Linked DNA regions of Cricetulus griseus: region 2 is linked to region 1. The links are chromatin contacts, called in public Hi-C maps. All regions are on one chromosome and are shown on one strand. Each heading gives the region's core, a stretch centred on a gene start, on an enhancer-like site or on the middle of the called end of the contact. The rest is flanking DNA. Distances are from core to core; before and after follow the strand shown. Region 1 has its middle 24 kb from the start of Hnf1b. Region 2 holds the start of Ddx52 (probable ATP-dependent RNA helicase DDX52).

Region 1 (3,234 bases), core at 279-2,778:
CAAACAAATAAAGGTGTGATGCTATAGGAAAGCACTTGTCCCGAATCTAGAATGCTCAGATTCAATCCCAGCATTGAAAACAAGTCCTCCAAACATCTAACCTTGATTCTTGGTTTGTTTTATTTTTGTTTTCTGACATAGGGTCTCTCTACATAGCCCTGACTGTCCTGGAACTCATTGCAGACTAAGCTGGCCTTGCATTCTCAGAGATCTGGCTACCTCTGCCTCCTGAGTGTGTCACGCTGGTCTAATCTTGATTCTTATAATACATTGAAGCTTGGCTTCTCCAGTCTTCCAGTTTGCTTGTTTATATGTATTACTTAGTCACTCAGTAAGTCTTGGTACACAACTCCGATGTTCCTCTTTGGGGTGTGGAGTTGGAACTATATTGTTTTCACATATGTATTGGTATTCATGGCTCATCTCAGCAGGTGGGCAGGGAAGCACTGGGCGGGGACTTGAGTGATCTAGGTTCAGGGCTAGACCTTTCATCACTTCATGTGTAACAAAGGATGATCTACTTTTGCAGATTCTGATGTCCTCTGAGTGGGGACTCCGTGCTGGGTGGCCCTGTTCCTAGTGACAGATGGTTTATAGCTTTTGAGCTTTTATGAATCAGTTCTTAAGTTCTTGTAATATATACCAGGCAGATTTGAATAAAATAATCCATCTTTCAATAGATGCATTTATATGCCAGAGAGCTGATGGTTCACTGGATAAAGGCATCTGCCACCAAGCCTGAGGACCTGAGTTGGATCCCCAGAACCCACATGATTGAAGGCGAGAACTGACTCCCACAAGTTGTCCTCTGTTCTAAACACACACACACACACACACACACACACACACACACAGAGAGAGAGAGAGAGAGAGAGAGAGAGAGAGAGAGAGAGTAAATTAAATAAATAAATGTATTTAAGTACTCTGTGGGTATCATCTGCAAGGAAGGTACCCTTCCCCTCCCCTGAAACGGTGACCACGGTTCTGTTTCTGATCTTGTATTTGGGATCTGTGGTAGTGTTAGATCTTCACTTATCTTAGCTTTATACCCCACTGATCTTCCAGGAAGGAAGGATTAAACACATAGAATGGGAGCAGGACCCTGTAAGCTAACAAGGTTAGGCTGGATAGCCCTCTGGAGAACTTCCTTCTCATTCTTGTTCTCTTTCTTAGACCAACTTCCAGGAGCTATTTGGGGATCTCATGGATAGACTGGGTGTGCCCACCCCACCAGGGACCCATGCAGGCTCTGCTTAGCTCTGAACTCTCAAGGGACCCAATCAGGAAGTGACTGAGAGCCCCAGACAGAACCTGAAGACCACATTTATTGCTGGTGAAAGAAAAATCCCTAGGGGCAATGTAGTCAAATATAAATGAAACTATTGTAAAACATTTTTTAACTTTTTAAGATAAAAACAAATGTGTTCATGGTGTCAGAGTAGCGGGGGTGGGGAGGTCTTCACTGGGACACTACAGCTTTCAGGCATGATGACTCAGATTGTAACTCCTCCCCGTTTCAACACCAGCCCAAGAATTCAGGCACTTTCAGAGAATAGCTATCCAAGCAAGAGTGCTTGGAGGGCCCAGGCCACTGCCATGTGCTTAAATGATGCGGTATAGTTAAACCCATCACTTCTAAGTGTATGTGAAGATGGAGCCCCTGACCCTGGTCACATGATGAGGAAGGCTGCCTCTGTAGAGTTCAGCTTGAGGACTCAGTAAGGGGGAAACCGCAGCGTTAGTCACTGACCGGTGGGGGAATAGACAAAGGCTGTTTTTCAGTGGTTCACCCAGGAAAAACGATCTGTTCTTCCTTTGGGGGGTGGTTAGGATACTATACGTGGAAAAGAGGTCTCTGTTATCACCATACTCGTGTCCAGCCTGCAATCTCCCAAAGCCTGTTGAATTCAAAGCTTCAGAGTCTGGATCTGTCTTTTTAAATTTTGCTGCTCTTTTCTACGTATCACTGTCTCTGCACCTACTACAGTTTGGCTTGTATTGGACCACAGCTGGTCTGGGTTTGGTCCATCGATCAAGGCACCAGTCATCGGGGAGCTTGTTATAGATTACACATGCAGATCACCAGGCCCCACCTAGACCCCAGAGGGGCCATGTTTCACCAAGCCCTCCAGGGGAGTGTGAGAAGCACAGAATGTTTGGTTTGGAAACCGATGTTTGGTGAGTGTAAAAGGATAGCAGCTCAGCAAGAGGCACGGCTCATCCAGCGGCTACACTATCTATCCATAAGACTGAGCAAGTCACTGAATGGCGTTAGGCCTTGCATTTTTCATGTTGACAGCAGGTGCTTGGACTGCACCAAATGACACAAAAGCAATTTTTTGAGCATCTATAAAAGATGGACCAGCATGAGCCCTACCTTTAGGGAGCTTTACAACCCTGGAGTAGGGATAAGGGAGATATATCAGCAATGATAATACAAGATGAAAAACGGAAGTGTCCCAGAAGAAGAGCCACAGTGGTGCTCCAGGACTCAGGAAGGGAGGAGCCCCGGCCAGCTCAGCCTGAAGTCCTAAGGGCCACAGAAATGGCTGTGGGACTGATCGAAGAGCATTGTTTAGGTTTGTGTCACAGATTCTAACCTGGTGAGTAAATGGAAATAAAAAGAAAAATGAAAGCTCATAAAATCTTTCACTTTCTACCCATGTTTGATAACATACAACCCACAGGTGCTGTGAGGGCAGAGGCCTCCTCCCTGCTCATCTCCATGACCCCAGGGCGTGGCACAGGACAGGAGGATCCAGCAAGAACTCAGTCAGTATGTGTAGAATGGGACCAAAACTGAGATGGGAATGTAGCTCTCTGATGTTAGGGTGCTTGCCTGGCATGTGGGAAGCCTGGATTCAATCTCTAGTACCATAAACAACAACAAAAACATCTCCCCAGAGAATGGATTCCAACAGATGGTTTTCATGGGCAAGCCATGTACACCCTCCAGCCCTAGAAGTTAAGTTTTAAATACTCAACTGTGCACAGAAGATAAACTTTGAGGACAGAGAGAAGTGGAGATGAGGCCTGGATTACAAGGGTTGAGACTGAAAAGCTGCCCCAGCATGGGGAATATACAAGAAACCTTGATGCTCAGGACTCAGTAGAAAAACAGATACTGAGCAAAAAAATCCACCTTGACCCATCTAATTTGAAGGTGTGGCATTTGAATCACAATTGCCAGGAGGGGTAGTAAAGCAATTAGTTCATATGTCTAAACTCCCCAGG
Region 2 (3,164 bases), core at 8-2,507, 110 kb before region 1:
TTGCATTTCCTTTTTCCTACCTAAAACCCCCAAAATTTCAAATGAGATCTGCTGCCAGAATAGTGCTGTTTTCATCCAAACACGACTATCACTATGGAGGACAAGAATTCAGTAATTCATCATTTTAACCCTTTTAACCAGGAATCTGTTGTGTGTTTAGGCAAATGGGATGCAAACAAACACACCCCTCTCTGGCCTCCTTACACTGGCAGCAATGAATACTTACATTTTACTACATGTCAAGCATGTTTATTAGATACTAAATTACTTCATCCTCACACCAACAGTTTAACAATAGCACTGCAGTCAAGACGAAGAAACAGACATTGCCCCCCACAAAGGTTCTGTTCTCTTACGGTAAGGTTTATGATCGAAATGTTCACAAATGAGCCCCTGCTGACTTCCCTGCATGCTCACTACTTTTCTAAGACACGCCCCTCCCCGCATTTCAACATCACTCTTCTGGTTGGTTACTTAAAACGCCGCTGGTTGGAACGTTGAAAAGAACCATGTCCAGTAAATTCCAGCTATCTGCACACTTAAGTCAAACCTCGGTAGGCTACCGTGAAAAGACTGTTCTCCAAATTCCTTTCCTCTAGTTTCTGAGAAGAGGCCTTTGAAAGGATTCTAACTTTGAAAGTAAAGTAAGCCGGGCATTGGTGGCGCACGCCTTTAATCACAGTACTGGGAGGCAGAGGCAGGAGGATCTCTGTGAGTTCGAGGCCAGCCTGGTCTCCAGAGCGAGTGCCAGGATAGGCTCCAAAGCTACACAGAGAAACCCTGTCTCGAAAAAACAAAAAAACAAAAAGAAGAAGAAGAAGAAGAAGAAGAAGAAGAAGAAGAAGAAGAAGAAGAAGAAGAAGAAGAAGAAGAAGAAGTCGGGAAACAAAAGTGTCGGTGCCAGGCTTAACTGAGCCGACCGGGGCTCAGAAGACAGTGGTCCAGAAGTCTGGGGTCAAACTGAACCCTAAAGAAGGGGAATGCTGCCCCGGGGGCGGTCGGAGCCGGCTCCGGAATCCCGCGTGCCCGCTGCCCCGCAGCCAGCAATCACCCCACGGACCCCGCCCCTTCCCGGACACTCGGCTCCCCGTGTACAGTAAGCACCTGGAATCGAGCAGCGTCGGCCGAGAACCGCTTCACGTCGAACTTGGCGCCGGCTCCGAGCCGGCGAAACAGATCATAGGCATCCATCTTTACCCACAATGCCCCGCAGCCTCACAGCGCCTGTGTATACGACTTCCTCTCCGCGACTGCTTCCGGAGAGGCCGTAGGCGGAAGTAGCTCCAGGAGGCGGAGCCTGTGTGTGACAGGCGTGGTGTAGTTTGAGCTGTAGATTTCGTTCACAAAACAGACGCTTCTTGGGCGAGGGAGTGTTCTAGACTTGTATGGATAGTGTGGTGAACAACACGCCAAGATTCTGCACTTACTGTTACAGTCCAGCGGGGACGAGATACAGTTAATCAGCTACTGTAACTTAGGAAAATGAAAAGTGCTGTGAAGCATAGTTAAAGGTTTGATGGATAGAGAAGGGGTAGAGGCTACTTTTAGTTAGATTGGTCGGTTCAATCAAATGTTTGAACTGAGAAGGGGCTGCTTTTCCAAACACGAGAGCAGCATTCCAGATTAGGGGAAACCATTCTGAAGAAGGGAAACGGTCTGAGACATTGTTAGAACAGAAGCCAGGATCTGAGTTGCTCTCCAGTACCACACAAAAAAGGAAAGAGAAAAAGGAAAATAAAAGGGGGGATGAGGAAGGAAGTGGCTGGAGCTAAGTTTACAGGCTTACAGATGGAGGGGGCAAACAAACCTGAACTCAAAACAAGGGCATTGTGAAGTATTTGGATTTTGATGTAGACATGCTACAAAACTGAAAATGTTTATGGAAGGGGCAAGTATCTTAGTTTCATCCTCACTGTATTTGAAATACACAACTTTTTTTCCCCCTTTGTAGTGTTTCTCTCCTGGAGTGTAAGTCCACGAACATGAAGATCTACTTTGCTTTACTGTTGTATCCCTGGTTCTGTATGCTCTCAATAAATGTTTGATGAATGAATGTGTGAAAGTATCATACATAATTCCTCTAGTTATTTGAAGAAAAGACATACAATGAATAAGAGTGGAAATGGACACTAAAGTAGAAATGGTGTTGCCTTTGTCTGGGTTGATATCTATGCAAGTGTGGATAGATTTGGCATATAGTTTGGTGGTAGAGTTTAATGTACCTGGGATGAGGAAAAAGAATAAAAGATAACTAAGTACTAGGGTTTGGGCTGGGTTGATGGCATGCCATTTACTGAACTAAGAATAAAGGAAGAACAGCTTTTTTGGTTGGAGGCATAAAACATGGAATTGTTATGTTTTATAGATATGAAGATTTTTAGTTGATTAAGTGAAGCCATCCAAGTAGGTACCTGGACCTAAGAGTCTGAAGCTCAGGAATGAAGGTGAAGGCTGAAGAAGCAAAATTGGGAGCCATTAACATATAAATAGTACAGTACATATACTCAAGGTTCATATATCTATATCACATAGAGATAAATATATATCATGTATGTAATATATATGGCAGGACAGAGTGAAAAATAGGTTGTGGTGAGACTTTTACACTTAAGTAGAGTAGGTATGGAGTGAGCATGAGATGAGACTGGAAATTTTTTTCTCTGATTCCTTCTTATAGCTTACAGTGGGGATATCTTAATGTTTTAAGTATTTTTACTCCCAAAAAATAGTCCCCTCTCAAAGGAGGGGACTAGGGAGATGACTGAACAAACAAAGACGCTAACTCTGCAAACTTAATGATTCTACTTTGATCATGGGAACCCACGTAAAAGACCAGATAAAGCAGTGAAAAAGTTTGTAGCCTTTGGCTTAGTCAGGGCCAAAGTTTATCCAGGTAGATACAGTGGTGGTTATGGTTTCTCCCCCTCCAGTTATAGCCACTCGGTATTGATGGTTCACTAAAGAAATAACCTCTCAGGAGCTGAGAGGAAAGCTCTGTGGACGGCCTTGCTTACTAGGAAATGTTCAACATTGCACCAATGACTCAACTCCTGTCCATCCTTTCAGAGAATAGAGTTTCATTGCTCATTAAATTTGTGCTGTAGATCCATTGCTTTAAAAGCATGGGCTTGGAGTTCAGTCTGAATCTCACAGAGATCCATGTG

The links. A called contact is a pair of places that touch in the nucleus more often than the background predicts.
Region 2: a contact with region 1 is called in a Hi-C map of fibroblasts, with 2.8 times the contacts expected there. The contact joins the promoter of Ddx52 here to the enhancer-like site in region 1. A contact is called at or near these places in 4 of 8 Hi-C or Micro-C datasets (the CHL-YN cell line, the CHO-K1 cell line and fibroblasts).

Annotation. Positions count from the first base shown.
Region 1 is chr7:97,077,850-97,081,083 of CriGri-PICRH-1.0, reverse strand. No RefSeq gene overlaps it. Among named protein-coding and RNA genes, the nearest start is that of Hnf1b, 24 kb to the left of the region's middle. Within about 2 kb of position 1,528, at least 2 of the 6 cell types and tissues checked have open chromatin away from gene starts, as enhancers often do. A contact at or near this core is called in the CHO-K1 cell line and fibroblasts, where this site is marked.
Region 2 is chr7:97,187,281-97,190,444 of CriGri-PICRH-1.0, reverse strand. Ddx52 (probable ATP-dependent RNA helicase DDX52) reads right to left here and starts at 1,257. Exons shown (of 15, transcript XM_027426439.2): 1 at 1,105-1,257; 2 at 1-20. The coding sequence starts at 1,191.